5 separate regions of the Sus scrofa genome follow, and all the other regions are linked to region 1. The links are chromatin contacts, called in public HiChIP or PLAC-seq and promoter capture Hi-C maps. All regions are on one chromosome and are shown on one strand. The core of a region is the stretch at or near the end of the contact, and the rest is flanking DNA. Distances in the headings are between cores, read along the strand shown. Region 1 holds the start of SELENON (selenoprotein N). Region 2 has its middle 29 kb from the start of MAN1C1. Region 3 has its middle 32 kb from the start of LDLRAP1. Region 4 holds the start of MAN1C1 (mannosyl-oligosaccharide 1,2-alpha-mannosidase IC). Region 5 holds the start of LDLRAP1 (low density lipoprotein receptor adapter protein 1).

What was found. Promoter capture Hi-C pulls out the DNA fragments that hold promoters and counts their contacts. HiChIP or PLAC-seq counts read pairs in DNA pulled down with a chosen protein or histone mark.
Region 2: an H3K27ac HiChIP or PLAC-seq map of skeletal muscle shows a contact between it and region 1. The contact joins the enhancer-like site here to the promoter of SELENON in region 1. A contact is called at or near these places in 12 of 47 Hi-C or Micro-C datasets (adipose tissue, blood, embryonic fibroblasts and 6 more) and 1 of 2 datasets of contacts at active chromatin or transcription factors (skeletal muscle).
Region 3: a contact with region 1 is called in an H3K27ac HiChIP or PLAC-seq map of skeletal muscle. The contact joins the enhancer-like site here to the promoter of SELENON in region 1. A contact is called at or near these places in 2 of 5 promoter capture datasets (fetal liver and liver), 31 of 47 Hi-C or Micro-C datasets (adipocytes, adipose tissue, alveolar macrophages and 17 more) and 2 of 2 datasets of contacts at active chromatin or transcription factors (alveolar macrophages and skeletal muscle).
Region 4: a promoter capture Hi-C map of liver shows a contact between it and region 1, with 6 times the contacts expected there. The contact joins the promoter of MAN1C1 here to the promoter of SELENON in region 1. A contact is called at or near these places in 3 of 5 promoter capture datasets (fetal liver and liver), 26 of 47 Hi-C or Micro-C datasets (adipose tissue, alveolar macrophages, blood and 13 more) and 1 of 2 datasets of contacts at active chromatin or transcription factors (skeletal muscle).
Region 5: a contact with region 1 is called in an H3K27ac HiChIP or PLAC-seq map of skeletal muscle. The contact joins the promoter of LDLRAP1 here to the promoter of SELENON in region 1. A contact is called at or near these places in 3 of 5 promoter capture datasets (fetal skeletal muscle and liver), 1 of 47 Hi-C or Micro-C datasets (skeletal muscle) and 1 of 2 datasets of contacts at active chromatin or transcription factors (skeletal muscle).

The regions. Positions count from the first base shown.
Region 1 is chr6:83,245,619-83,248,318 of Sscrofa11.1, forward strand. SELENON (selenoprotein N) reads left to right here and starts at 1,316. Exons shown (of 13, transcript XM_021095600.1): 1 at 1,316-1,485; 2 at 1,640-1,649; 3 at 2,157-2,277. The coding sequence starts at 1,316.
Region 2 is chr6:83,059,899-83,062,598 of Sscrofa11.1, forward strand. No RefSeq gene overlaps it. Among named protein-coding and RNA genes, the nearest start is that of MAN1C1, 29 kb to the right of the region's middle. Within about 2 kb of position 1,288, at least 2 of the 83 cell types and tissues checked have an H3K27ac peak or open chromatin away from gene starts, as enhancers often do. A contact at or near this core is called in skeletal muscle, where this site is marked.
Region 3 is chr6:82,997,469-83,000,168 of Sscrofa11.1, forward strand. No RefSeq gene overlaps it. Among named protein-coding and RNA genes, the nearest start is that of LDLRAP1, 32 kb to the right of the region's middle. Within about 2 kb of position 1,408, at least 22 of the 83 cell types and tissues checked have an H3K27ac peak or open chromatin away from gene starts, as enhancers often do. A contact at or near this core is called in adipose tissue, fetal liver, liver and 4 more, where this site is marked.
Region 4 is chr6:83,088,399-83,091,280 of Sscrofa11.1, forward strand. It overlaps MAN1C1 (mannosyl-oligosaccharide 1,2-alpha-mannosidase IC), which reads left to right and starts at 1,544. Exons shown (of 12, transcript XM_021095595.1): 1 at 1,544-2,882. The coding sequence starts at 2,589.
Region 5 is chr6:83,029,200-83,031,899 of Sscrofa11.1, forward strand. It overlaps LDLRAP1 (low density lipoprotein receptor adapter protein 1), which reads left to right and starts at 1,430. Exons shown (of 9, transcript XM_003127708.4): 1 at 1,430-1,634. The coding sequence starts at 1,547.

The sequences.
Region 1 (2,700 bases), core at 66-2,565:
TGCACAGGCCCTGGGGCAGGCAGTGATCTCCAAGGACAGCACCCGGGCTCTCCCGGTCTCCTGGGCTCCGGGTACTTGTCTAGAAGCTTTGGCCTCTGCTGCCCTCTGGTGGCAAAGTGCCAGCCGGGCTCTCCCGGTCTCCTGGGCTCCGGGTACTTGTCTAGAAGCTTTGGCCTCTGCTGCCCTCTGGTGGCAAAGTGCAGGCAGAGCCATCTCTGAGCTCCGTGGGGCTTTGATATAACAACGGAAGAGGCCCAGGGGAACCAAGGAACTTAACAGATTTGAAAGTGCTTCCTGGGCGTTCCCATCGCGGCCCGACGAGTATCCATGAGGACGTCGGTTCGATCCCTGGCCTCGCTCAGTGGGTTAAGGACCCGGCGTTGCCATGAGCCTATGGCGTAAGTCGCAAACACAGCTCAGATCCCGCGTTGCTGCGGCAGTGGTGTAGGCCTGATAGCTGTAGCTCCCATTCGACCCGTGGCCTGGGAACCTCCATATGCCATGGGAGTAGCCCTAAAAATTGAAAAAGAAATTACGTCATTAAACTTCACTTGCCTCTATCCTCAAGGTAGTCCTCCACGTGTTGTCCTCCAGAAAAACCACTGCGGTGGCAACTCACAGCCAGCCTTGCTTGGTGCCCAGGGACTGCCACCCCAGCCAACCCGGGTATTTCCTCTTCACCACAACCCACGGAAGAGCCTGAATCCTCCTTATAGGTGAGGAAATTTTAGTCCCACAGGTGAGGGTTCAGGGCTACAGGTAGCTCCCATCCTGATGAATTTACAGGAGTGCCCTTCCAGGTGGACCATGAAAAGGATAGCGAGGGTTGGACCTGGTGGTTTTTCTGGTTTGGGATGACTGAGGACATTTTAGAAGGCAGGTGGAATAAGGGTGGAAGCTAGATTCCTGGAAGCTGCTGGAGGACCTAAGTGCCCTCCGCTGGGTCCCTCACATCTGCCTACAGAGCTGGACAGAGAGCTGACAAAGCTTCAGATGTGCGGTCCTCCCCACCCCGCCCAGCCCAGCCCCTTCCTTCTCCCAGGCCTCGGCCTGGCACTTCCAGGCCGGATGGGACGCGGAGGCCCGGTTTCTTTGTGGAAGATTAAATGCCAGAAGAAGGCACCGAATGGCAGGAATGGGTCCCGGTGCCCGGTTACTGACCAGCGCGCCCATGGACGCCGCGCCCCCGGTTGCCCCGCCCCCGGCTGCCCCGCCCCGGCCCGCGGGGTCCCCCGGCCCCGCCCCCGGCCCGCCCGCGCCCGCGCCGCCGCCCGTCCGCGTTCCCGGCCGCCCGGAGCGTCCGCGAGTCGCCGACATGGGCCGGGCCCGGCCGGGCGAGCGCGGGCCGCCCAGCCCCGGCCCCGCCGAGCCGCCCGCTCCCCCGCCGCGCCGCGGCCGCATCCTGGCGCTGCTCGGAGCGCTGTTCGCCGCCGCCGCGGCCGCCGCCGCCGCGCGGGCCTTCGCCCGCCACTCCGAGGCCCAGGCGCCGCGCGGCAGGTCCGGGCCGCGGGGAGGGCGCGGCGGCCGGGAGAGTCGGGTGGGCTTGGGAGGGGCTGGGCTCTGAGGGGCCGGGCCGGGTGGGGGACCAGGCGAGGTCGGGGATGGAAGGGCGCCCCGACCCGAGGGGACGGGGCCTTAGGGCTGGGAGGGCTGCATGGAAGGGCTAAGAAAACGGGGTTGGGGGGGCGGGCAGACTTGGAAGGACTGATGGGGGAGGTGGAAGGACTGGCCAGCGTGCAGCAGGGGCTGGGACAGGCTTCAGGGGAACAGTATATGTGGGTGACTGGGACAGTGGACCGCAGACAAAGCTCATAGAAGCAGGGACTGGAGCCTCTGGATGGGTCCAGGGAGCGCTGGGACAGTGGGCAGGGGAGTCAGACGAGGACAATGGGTGGACCAGAGGGTGATGGGGGATGGGTCCAGATAGAAAGGGATCACCAGAGTGGATACTGGATGAGGGCAGGGAGTGAAGCAAAGGGACCAGGAGGGGTGGGAAGGGGACTGGGGTTCTGGGGTGCACAGAGGTGGTGTTTGGACACACGAACTGGGAGGTGGGCTGAGGGAACTCAGGAAGATGGTGGCAGGAGCTGCTCCTTGCATGCTTTTGGGATATGGGTTGGGAATCCAACTGCTCAGCCCAGCCACCTCCTCCCAAGCAGGATTCAGCACTGAAAGCCCTGGGGACAGAAGGCCTCTTCCTCTTTTCCTCCCTGGACACTGACCAGGACATGTACATCAGCCCTGAGGAGTTCAAGCCCATCGCCGAGAAGCTGACAGGTACCAGGAGAGCCTGGGGACTGGGGAGGAGGAGGCAAGGCCCTGCCCTCTGCTTCTTGCTTGTGTCTGCTCTAAGCAGGGGGGCTGCCTGGAGTCGGGGGGAGGCCTGTGGGGCCTAGCAGCCCTGGGGTCCTCCCATCCCTGACACTTTCTAGCCGGGGTTTGGGCAAGCTGCTTTAACAGACACATGCACATACAACACACACACACACACAAACACACACACACACCCCTGAGCCTGTTCTCCTCGTGTGAATAATAGTAGCTAATATTCCCTGAGCACTTCCTCAGGACCAGACATCACTTTAAGCACCTCCTGGGAGTTAAGCCTCTAATCTGTGCAATGCCCCGTGAGATGAACACTGTCCTGATCCTCATGTTTATAGTTTGGGAGACAAGCCCAGGCTGGAAAAGTGTAGAGCC
Region 2 (2,700 bases), core at 38-2,537, 190 kb before region 1:
TGGGGAATGTCTGATTTTGGCCCCGTCACCGTCAGGGTGCTCTGTTGCTTGATGCTCTGCAGAGCTCAGCTCTCATTTGTATAGCAGATCAAAACAGATGCCCCTGAGACCCAGTGGAGTTGATGTGTGCTCTTTGGGGATTTGGGTTGAGGGTCTGCCCTGTGGGGACATCTGACAGCTGAAGTAGCAAGGATGCCCAGCCCCTGGTTCCCACAGCGCTGTGCTTTAAAGCGCAGAGACCCCCTCCTTCCCTGGGGATCAAGCTGGACCAGGGCTTTCACCACTCAGGAAGACTGTCTAAAGTATGGGCTCTGCCAGCCCTCTGCCAGTAAGAGATTCCTAAACCTGGAGGCCTTCCGGACAAGCCAGGACATCAGCACTGTGGAAAACAGAGAGTTAGGTGTCAGAGGGACCTGGGTTCAAATCCTACTCTGTCACTTACTACACATAGTCACTAGTTCATAGCCTTGGTCAAATGATGGCTCAATTTCCTCTCTGTAGAATGGGGCCCCATCTCAGGATAGTATCATGAAGATTAAATGAGCACTTTTTATGTGCCAGGCCCTGTGCTAAGGGCTTTGCATGGATCACCTTATTAAATGCTCACGCTAACCCTCTAAAGTGGATGCTGTCCTCATTTTACTGAAGAAGAAACTGAAGCCCAGAGAGGTGAAGTTACTGGCCCAGGGTCATTCAGCTGGGACTGGGAGAGCCTGGCTTTGAACTAGGCAGTCTGGCTTCAAAAGCAGCAGCATGAGGCAGTGAATATAAAGCCTAGTGCCTGACTCTAGCAGGTGTCTGGTCCATGGTGGTTGTTATTCCTGATGCCATTGGGAGATTCAGGATCAGGTTCCTGACCCCCAGAATAGCTCTGGATTCTCTTTTCTCCTTTTACAGTTGCAGAGACCAAAGGCCACCGGGAAGGGCAAGTGAGGCCTTTCTTCCTCTTCCGAGAGCAGGGCTGAAGGGCAGAGGCCAAGGCCCCCTTGGTTAGCAAACCCCAGTTACAGGGCTGGAGTCTTTGCTGCCCCTCCTGGTGTGGGGAGGCCATTTGTTGCCATCAGGTGAGGCATTGGGGCTGACCTGAGGCACAGACCAGAGGAGGGCCTGACAGGGTGGCCCGGGGCCAGTGCTTGGGCTCTAAGAACAGAGCAACTTCTTCCAAAAGCATGGCTGTAGGACGCATGGGTTGGGGAGACCTCAGCGGGGCCTTGGGTGCTGGCCCAGTGGCTCTGGCTCATGGTTATACCTTGTGGGCACAGCATTCAGTCACAGCCCTGCTGAGTCACCCCCAGTGCCATCTCAGTTCCACTGCCCGGGGAAGATCAGGGGAGAGAATGTCTTGAATGCTGCTTTATCGCAATAAGTTTGTCGATTCAGCTCATTACATTTAATTAGAATTATTTAATTAGAATCTTAATAAAAGAGTAAAACAGGAAGGAGGCTGAGAAGCGGAGGTAAGGAAATCCATGCTGAGCGTATGAAGCAGACCCAGCTGGGTGGTGGAGGGGCAGCGGCAGGGGTGGCGGGGGGGCTGCCAGGAGGTTTGCCTGGAAGGCTGGGTAGAGGGGTCTGTGTGCCTGGACCACCAGGCTCCAGGGATCTGGCGGTGAGGAGAGGGGAGCGTGCTGAGGGCCTGGGGCTGGGCTCTTGCCCACCCACTCTGTACCACGCAGCTTGGCATGCTGGGTCCTGGGCTGAGGCCGCTGGCCTGGGGAGCTGTAGGACCCATTTCCCGATCTCAAGGGAAGCAGACAAGAAGCCAGACAGTCAGAAGGCCCAGTGCCCTTGGCTCTGATGGGGGCGGCAGAGGTCACTGCACCAGCCCTGGGTGGAGTATCTAACTGGGCTGGGGTTAGAAAGCTTTCTAGAACATTGATGCCTGCCTGCAGTGACACCTGAACATGGAGTTGCAGTTAAGGCGAGAAAGGGAAGCGCTTCAAGTGGGTTTGAGGGGGTCGCTCTCGTGGTGAGCAGGGTGGAGTTGGGGTTCGGAGCAACGACCTGGAGCCGGTGGCTGCTTCCCCCTCAAGGCACCATGGGCTCTGGCAAGTTACCCCCCCGCCCCAGCCTCGTTTTCCTCGTCTGTGAATGAGAGCAACGCCCCCATCTGGTAGGGCTCTTGTATGAGCTCAGCTGATACATGGACAGCACCGGAAGAGCAGCCGGGCCACGGTCAATGCTATGTGCACTGGCTCTTAGACGTCCCTTCTTGTCCAAGGAAAGACATCCAGGGGGTGGTCAGTTACATATGTTTGGGTGGGGACCAGGTTCTGGGGGTCATCAATGAAGCCACCAGTGTGAGTAGGCACCTCAAGAGAGAATGGGGGTCACTGCTGCCATCTGTCGCCTCCATTTTCTCTTTCCTCACTCCCAGGAAGACCGTTTTGTTCAGAGATCTGCCCCCAGCAGAGCCCTCGCTTTTCAGGACAGCTGACCCCACAGCCCAGCTCCAGAGAGGAGGGATCTGGAGAGACTCAGCCAAGTCTGGCCGTGACATTCCCTTGGTGCCGGTTCTCCACGAGGCTGGAGAGCCGGCCTGGTTCTATGGTCAGGGGAGATTTGTCCTCTCCTCCCTCCCCCTTCCCCATTCCTCCCCCTTCCCCCCCTCCTTTTCCCCCTCTTCCTCTCCCTCCCTGGCACATACTCAAAGAGGCAGGTGGCTCCATTGCCACCCCTTAGGGAATCAGAGCTAGGATG
Region 3 (2,700 bases), core at 158-2,657, 250 kb before region 1:
TTTTCTGGTCTGACCTTCCTTTTCTAAAAAAAGCCAGTTAGGGGTGGGGTTGGAGGTAGTTGGTGAGACATTTTTGAGAGCCAGTTTCCTTCCCATTTTCCAGAATCTCGTCGGGCTGCTTTGTGACCAGCACCCTATTGGGTTTCCTATGTGTCACAGATCCTGAACTGCCCTCGCAGGTAACCTCTTCGGTAGTCCTCCCTTGTTTCTAGAGGCTTTGTTTTTGTCCTCTGAGAAGCCAGCTGCCTCTCTCGGCCTTTGTTACAATTGATCTTGGCTTCAGTTTTGGAAAATACTGCTCTTGGCACCTCACCCCCTGTCCCTGTGGCTGGATAGCCTTCCTGAGTCTGGGCCGTTGAGGCGCTTGCAGACACACCACACTTGATACTGGGAGCAGCGCTCCCTGGGGAACCTCCTCGGCCTGGCATTTGCCTTCGCCTTCCCTGAAGGCATGTGTCTGCCTCCAGCATTCTCACTGTCATGTTCTTTTCCACCAAAGAGCTCTCCAGTTGTTTGTGTTATTTTAGGCCCATCATAAAATGGTTCCCTTTTAGTACAATATAATTTATTACATGCCATAAAACAGGATTTGCCATTCTGGATGGTTAAATAGCTAAGGAAAGAATGGACTGCGTGTGCTTTGGCTGAATAACCTCTTTGATGACATCTCCTAACTTGACAGAAGGAAATACCTGTTGTGTGCCCCTTCCCTCAGCATCTTTCCAAGACATCTCACAAGATGAGAATGAACGGTTCCTCAGGCTCCCAGCCTGAAGGCAGGGCAGAGTCCTTCTGCCCTCCCAGTTCCCCAGGCTCCCTGGGCTGTATTAACCGGGCTGTGCAAGGCCACCTGGATGGGCTGAACATGCCTCACAACTGCTCTCAGGTTGCTTCTGGCAAAATTCACACCACGCCAAAGGGAGGTGAGGAGGTAAACCGGAAACCCACCTTAAAGCCAATGAATGCAGTGAAGGCCAGCCAGGCAGCTGTTTTCAGGTGGGCCGCAGTAGCTAGACCTGGCTAGGATAAGGAGCCCCTGAGTTCTCGAGATGCCTCCTTGGCTGTGACTCAGTGATGCTGACTGCTGAGCAGGTTTCTTCACAGGCCTGCCTCTCCCCTCTGCAAAGCTCCTCGTCTGCTCCAGGCCTAGCCAAGCCCTGTGGATGGGAGTCTGCTCCCTGCTGTGCCCCAGCAATCTGTGACCCCCTCCCCTTAACCTCTCTGGGGTGGGGGCTGTTTCCTCACCTTTAAGAAGGAGAATTGTTCCTGGCTGCCCTGACTGCAGAAGGAGCTGCTGTGGGAATTAGGTGAAGTGACGACAAACAGGCTCTGCCAGCCAGGGCCTCCAATGGCGAGGTCAGGGGCTGAAGCTGGCAGTGGTGGTGAGGCGGGGCCTGCCTGGAATCCGAGTTCCCAGCAAGCCCCGCCCCGCCCTCTGCGGCCTGACTCCCTGGGGAGCTCCTCACCAGTGTGGTCCACACCTCGGGCCTGCCCCGCTTCAATGTCTCCAGGTGATTCAGTTGTTTATGCATAGTTTAGAAGCCCCAACCTGAGCTGACTTTCCTAATTCGAAGACTCAACACTGTCCCTCTCTGCTAGTTCAGAAGCAGCCAACACTCAAAAGCAGACAAAGCTTCAAAAATTAAGAGCTTAATTGATGAGGGGCAAGCTGGAGATGGAAATCTCAAATGTTACACATTTTCCTGCTTTTGTTGTCTCTCCCCTCCATTACAATGTAAACTCTACAAAGGCAGGAATTTTTGCTTGTTTATTTACTGCTATAACCCCAGAACCTAGAGCAATGACTGCCACGTAGCATGTGCTCAATGAATACTTACTGAATGAATATAGTTAATTAATAGATTAGACATGTAACCTGAAATACGGTGTCTTACCTGGATCAGAACACCCCTGCAATCATACTATTCGAATGACAGTATAAACAGAACTCTTTCTAGGAGAGGAGAAAATTTGAAGTGGAATATTCACCGTGACATCTTCCATCTGCCTGTCTCGAGTTGCTGCTGAAGCCTTGTTTTGCTTGATTTGTCTCTACAAACTCCTGCTTGACTTTGCCAGGTGCGAAGATTTCCTAAACAGCTGGATGCCCTGAGAACAATCACGTCTCCATCAGGAAAACCTCACTGCTGGAAGCTGCTGGGGGCCTAGCCGTTTTTAGCCAAGTGGCGCCTCAGACCCGATTTCCCCAAGTGCTGGCACCACTGCACCTGACCTCAGTGTGGGGCTTTTTCATTTTGACAGTCTTCAAATTGTAAAACAGAAATCCTTCTCCAGGAAGGTACCTGCTTAAAGACTGATCCATTTGCCCAAGGGAACCACATTTCTTTTCTTGGCTCCCTTCTTCTTTGGGCTTACTTTGTTCCTGCTTTAGTCCTACTTCAGTGTTTGCCTTTCATTCCTCTGCCTCTGCCTGAAGTTCGTTCTTTTTATTCCCTCAGGATGGGCTTGCTAGGGTTCTGGAATCATCTGCCATTATACCTCTGATCTCTGTCCTAAGAATCCCAGGCTTAGCATCAACATGGTGTGGCCTTTTAAGCCCCATCCAAGAAGCTCAGACAGGTTTCCTCTGGGCCATGGTCCATTCTGCCCCTGTTCCGAAGCTCTGCAAGCCTCCAGACACCTTCTGGCGGGGACTTCAATGAGGTGTGTTTGGCCGGCGGTGTTGTCAGCAGAGTCGGC
Region 4 (2,882 bases), core at 294-2,793, 160 kb before region 1:
CTCAGGATGTTTGAATATCAGGGGAGGGTCTGCTGTCAGTGGCCTGGCCAGAGGTAGAAGGATGTCTGAGTCCCAGTGGCCCATCATGTAAAAGGCCTCAGGGAAGAAGCAAGATTTATGAGGTGAGAGCCTGCCTGGGCTACTTCTTCTGTAGCAAAGGCCTCCCTGCAGTATTTTCTGTCTCATCAACACTGCATTTCATTTTAAATTACAGCTGAAAGCAGATATTTTCCCTCTTGCCTATTACACCTCTTAATTTGTCTCTCCCTCTGCTATTTGTCTCTATAAAGTGTCTTGCATGAAAGACCCACACAACACAATGTTTCTCTGCCTTGGGTTTGGTTTAACAGAAAGGGAAGATGCAGAGAGAATTGAATCCTGGAAGGAAGGTGTGAGGGTCTTGGGGTTGAGATACACCTGTGTCTAGGAATATAAGCCTGACTGTGTGTATAAGTGCATGTTTTTGAACCTATCTATTGTGTGTCTGAGTTTGTGCATGTCAGTACTTGTACTGATATGTCTTCATGTACTTTGGAAAATCACTTGGCGTCCATACCTAAATTAAGTGTATGTTTGTGTGCAGGTACACACCCACATGCAATCTCTGAGTGCATCCATGTCTATGCACTGGAGCACACATGTGCACATAAACACACGCAGGCATCTGGGTACGCACATCACCTGATGTGTATGGTCTTCTGCGCACATGACCAAGGTTCCTTCTCCTTCCTTGCTCTGGCACCGCTGCGGTTAGCTTCTTTATCTGCCCTACCCAGGGGGCCGGCCTGGTTTGGGGCTGTGGGAAAAGGAAGGCAGAGTTGTGGTCTGCGGGAGGGGGTCTAGTGGAAACACTGCCTTAGCCCGGCCCAACCGCCGGGTTGGCTTGGCTCCAGCCAGCCCTTCCTCACAGCCTGCCACAGCAGCACCACGGCCGCCCCTGCGGAAGCTCTCGGGTTCCCTGGGCAGGCCTCCAGCTCCCCGCCAATCCCGGACTGGCACAGAGGGGTGAGTGAGATTACCAAACCACTACGAGAACCCTCCAGACCAGCTGGGGCTCGTGCCCCCTCCGGGGGACCGACAACTGTAGCGGCGAGGGCGGGGACAAGGGTGGGAGGCGGTGTCTCGGTCTCTCCCAGTCCAGAGAATGCTGGGCACTAACCAATGGGCGACTGCGGCCCAACGGGGATCCCTCCGAGGCAGCCAATGACCTCGCTCCGCTCTCCACCCCCGCCCTCGCCAACCCCGCGCAACTGGACCATTGGTGCCGGCGGGATGGGGCGGGGTGGGGGTGGGGGTAGTGTGCTCGGCGCCGGCCCTTTGAGGAAGGGGGCGTGGCTTGGAGTCCCAGCTCCTCTCCCCACCCGGGCTCAGGCCCTGCACTCCTTACTCCAGCCGCGAGGCCATTGGCCTGGCTGCGGCGCCGCGGCGGTGGTGGACCGCGGGACGCGCGCAGTGGGCGTGGCCCGAGGGCGTGGCCCGACGGGAGGCGGGGCCGAGGGTGCTGTCTCAGTGAAAGCCGGAGCTGCGGCGGCAGCGGCGGGGGCGTCCGGGCGGTGTGCGCGCCTGTGGGGCGCAGGCTCGGCAGCGGCGGCGCCGGCGGTGGCGGCGGCGGCGGCGGCGGCGGTGGAGGAGGCTCAGCCTGCGGCTGCAGCGGCCCGTCTGGAGCGGCCGCTGAGAGGAGGCCAGCTGCAGCGGGGGAGGCGCAGCCGGGACTGCGCGCTCCGCGGAGCCGGCGGGGACCGGGAACAGGTGATCCCAGCAGGAACCCGGAGCCCCACCGAGTTGGCGGGGCGGGAGCTCGCACTCCCGGGCGCAGCTGCAGCCGCCCCGCCGCGGCTGGTCGCGGACGGTGCCGGGCACCGGACCAGGGCTCGGGCATCCCTCTGCTCCTGGGGACCCGGGAAGCCCCTACCCCTGCAGGCTCCGAAGTGTCTGCTCCCGCTCGCCGGCGCCCGCTCCGCGGCGGAGCAAAGTTGTGGACGCGTCCCCTTAGCCGAGCCCCGGCACTGCCGCGACCCGGCTGGGCCGGCGCGCTCTCTGAGCGCCACTGACACTCCAGCCCCGCTGCCGCTTCGCCCCCAGAAGGTGGCCCCTTCTGGAAACTGCTTCTGAGGCTAAAACTTTGGGCCGAGGGGTTGAGGGCGGCTCGGCGCGGGGACGAGGCCTGCGGGCTCCCCTCCGCGCCAACAGCGTGGGCGCCGTGGACGGCATGTGACGGCCCCGGCGGCGGCCGCAGCGCGGGAAGGCGCGGGCCCCGGGAGCTCCGGCCGCTGCGAGGAGGGGCTGAGCGGCGGCCGGAGAAAGGGCTGCGGCAGGCGGCCGACCCTTGCGGGCCCGGGCCCCGCCGCCTCGCTCGCCCGGGCCCCGCCGAGGTCGCTGCGCCCCCACCCCGGCGCGGGAGGACGCGCCCCAAACTCCCTGAACTTCAGGAGCCGTCCCCGAGAGGCGAAGCTCTCAGGGACACCCACCCCGAGAGACGCTCCTCGACGACCTACTCTCCCCGAGCCCCCAGCTGACAAGTGCCTGGACTCCAAGGGCCTCAGGGGCCTGGCTGGAGCTGACTGTCCCTAGCCCTGTGCCCGGCCACGATGCTCATGAGGAAAGTGCCCGGCTTCGTCCCGGCCTCCTCGTGGGGGCTGCGGCTGCCGCAGAAGTTCCTCTTCCTTCTCTTCCTCTCCGGCCTCATCACCCTGTGCTTCGGGGCCCTCTTCCTGCTGCCCAACTCTTCTCGCCTCAAGCGCCTCTTCCTGGCCCCCCGGACCCAGCAGCCCGGCATGGAGGCAGTGGCCCAAGTCGCCGGCCACTCTCTGGCCCGCGAGCCGGAGTCACCTCCCAACCCGGCCCCCGCGGCTCCAGCACCAGGCAAGGACGATCCCAGCAGC
Region 5 (2,700 bases), core at 180-2,679, 220 kb before region 1:
CACAAGCAGGCTGCCCCTCTGCGGGGGATGCAAGGCTGACAGCTCCCAGCAAGTCACCTCCGGGAGGAGGGGATGGCCCTGTAAACAGCCTTCATTGCAGCACAGAGTTTCCAGGCTTGCTGGTTTACTGGGCCCATATGGTTCCCCAGGCCAGCTGGACGCCACCAGCTGCCCTTCACCAGCCAGCCCCAGGTGACTGCTTTTCCTTCAGGCTTCAGAATATCCTCTCTCTGCCCCAGGAATGAGCTGGCTTGGGGTTAGAGAGCTGGGGGTTCAGCCCTGCGGACTTACTTAGCCCTCACTGCAGCCCCTGGCAGGAGAAGACAGCCTGCTGGGGCGAAAAGCTGGAGAGAGGGAGGAAAGGAGGGAAGAAGGGAGAAAATAAACACTGACTATATTCCAACTCCACTTGGACTTCTTCCTAGGCATTTGGGATTCAGAAATGAATCAGAAAAACTGACTGCCCTCGAAGGACACAAAGTGCGACGGAGGCAAAAAGAGTAGAAACGGGCAACAACCACACTCAGGCCTGTGGCATCTCACCAACAGAAGAAGTCAGGCTATGGTCTGAATATATGTGCTCTCCTTTTGACTCCCTTCCTAAAGTCTGATGGGAAGGCACAAGATCCTAGAGAGAATTCTAAATATTGGACTTAGAACATCTGTGCTTGAGGAATTCTGAGTCCAGACTCCCACTGAAGTGCCTTCTAGCAAGCAGGGGACCGTCTGGGTCAAGGTCTGGCAGGTTGAAAGAATCGCTAGAGGTAGGATCTCATCTCACTTTACAGATAAAGATTAAGGCCCAGAGAGGGAAAGGAGTTGCCCGAGGTCACACAGCAAGGCAGCGTCAGAGCTAAGGCTCCTTTCCCCACACCTCAGAGCATAAGACTCAGGCCACACCACCTCTGAGACTACTTGGGGAGTAGGGTGGGCAGGGGGCAGCCCAGAGTGCCCAGATGGTGCCAGGGAGAGGCTGGGTCTGTTGGGTGAGTCAAGTGCCCAACGGGTCTTGCTAAGGCAAACTTTATATGTCTGCCTGCCCCGTTGCCAGCAAAGTTCTATCACGGTCAGCTCTCCTTCCAAGCCTCTCACTGCAGTGGGCGTCACCCTCTTCTTCTCTCCGCCCCTCAGTCTCCCCATCAGTGAAATGGTTTTCAACGACTTTTCAGCTGTCGAGAAATCTTAGGCCAGCGCCTGCCTCCCGCGACGGGTGCGGCGGGTCTCCAACCCTCAAGCTCCTCCCCGTGGGAAATAAGGAAGTTGTGGAGAGGAAAGAAAAGACGGGGCGCCTAGGACTGTCGGCTCCCGCCTCAGGGGGGGCCCTTGTCTGACAGCTTTGGGGAGCTAGGGCAAAGGCCCGGCGGGGGGGCCAGGGGCAGGGCCAGGGGCGGGGCCGGGCAGGCCCTCGCCCCGCCCCGTCGGACGTCGGCGCGGAGCTCGCACGGGGAGGGGAGGAGCGCGGAGCCCGCGCGCCGCCTGGCCCCGGCGGAAAGTTTTCCCTGACGGAGTTTTGGCGGTGGCAGCAGCAGCGGCGGCCAGAGCGGCCATGGACGCGCTCAAGTCCGCCGGGCGGGCGCTGATCCGAAGCCCCAGCCTGGCCAAGCAGAGCTGGGGGGGCAGTGGCCGGCACCGGAGTGAGTGTGTGCGCGTCCAACCGGGCCGGGCGGGGGCCGGGCGGGGGTCGGGGCTCGCGGACCCGCCTCCTGCGGGCCCCGTGGGGAGAGGAAGGGCCTGACCCGCGCCCCGCGGCCTGGCGCGACCTTGCCCGGCCCTGCAGGGTTAGGGGTCGCCAGGGGTCAAGTTGTATTCCCGCTTCTGTCCCTACTCTGTGCGGCTGGGGACGAGGGGAGGAGACCGGAGCTCGGGGTCGCCAGGTGAGGTCTGCAGTGTGAGGGGGTTGCGGGTCACAAGAACAAACTTGCGCTGCCCCAGCGTCTCCCCACCTTGGACAGCTAGGGGAGGCAGGAGCTCGCCGTCGGTACCTGGGGGAGGGGGAGGGGGGGCAGGCTTTTAGGAAAATGCCCCCATCCCGCACCCCTGCACTCGAGCCCGGAGGTCCGCGACTGGCAGGAGCCCACTTGGCAACCCCCACCCCACCCCGGTCCTACCCACGAGGCCATCTTTTGACTCCTGGGCGCCCAGAAGCCGACTCAGGTGTGAGCCTAGGTTCCCAGGTACCTACTTGAAGTTGGGGGTGAGGCTCAGCTTGGGGTCTCAGAAGATATTGCACACCCGGCTATCTAGGCCCCGTTGTCCCTTCTTCTGGTTGGGTCCAGGTGGCAGGGCTGAGATCCTGCTATTTTTGAAACCTGCTTTTGTCTCCCACTTTCCCCCTTGAGCTTCCCAAGTCCCTGGGCGCCCAGGGGAATGGCAGAGCCACCTCTCCCAGGGGCCCCTGGGAGCCCGGGAGGAGCCTCGCCCGCCTTCCCCTCCTCTCCCTGTCTCCAGTTACTCTCTGGGAACCTGGCACCTGGCACCTTCCCCTGAGGCCTGAGAAACCCAGTCCAAGTCCCTCGTTTTTCATGAGGAGAAGCGGAGTGGCTTGCCTGGGGTCACACCTGCCATCCTGGTAGATGTGGAGCCAAAGCCAGGACTCCTGCACACTCCCACTCCTCTGCCAACTGCCTTGGCCCCTGGCCTCTCCTGCACCAGGAAACTGCTGTCAGTATAGTCACACCCCACCCCCTTCCCTCTTTGCCT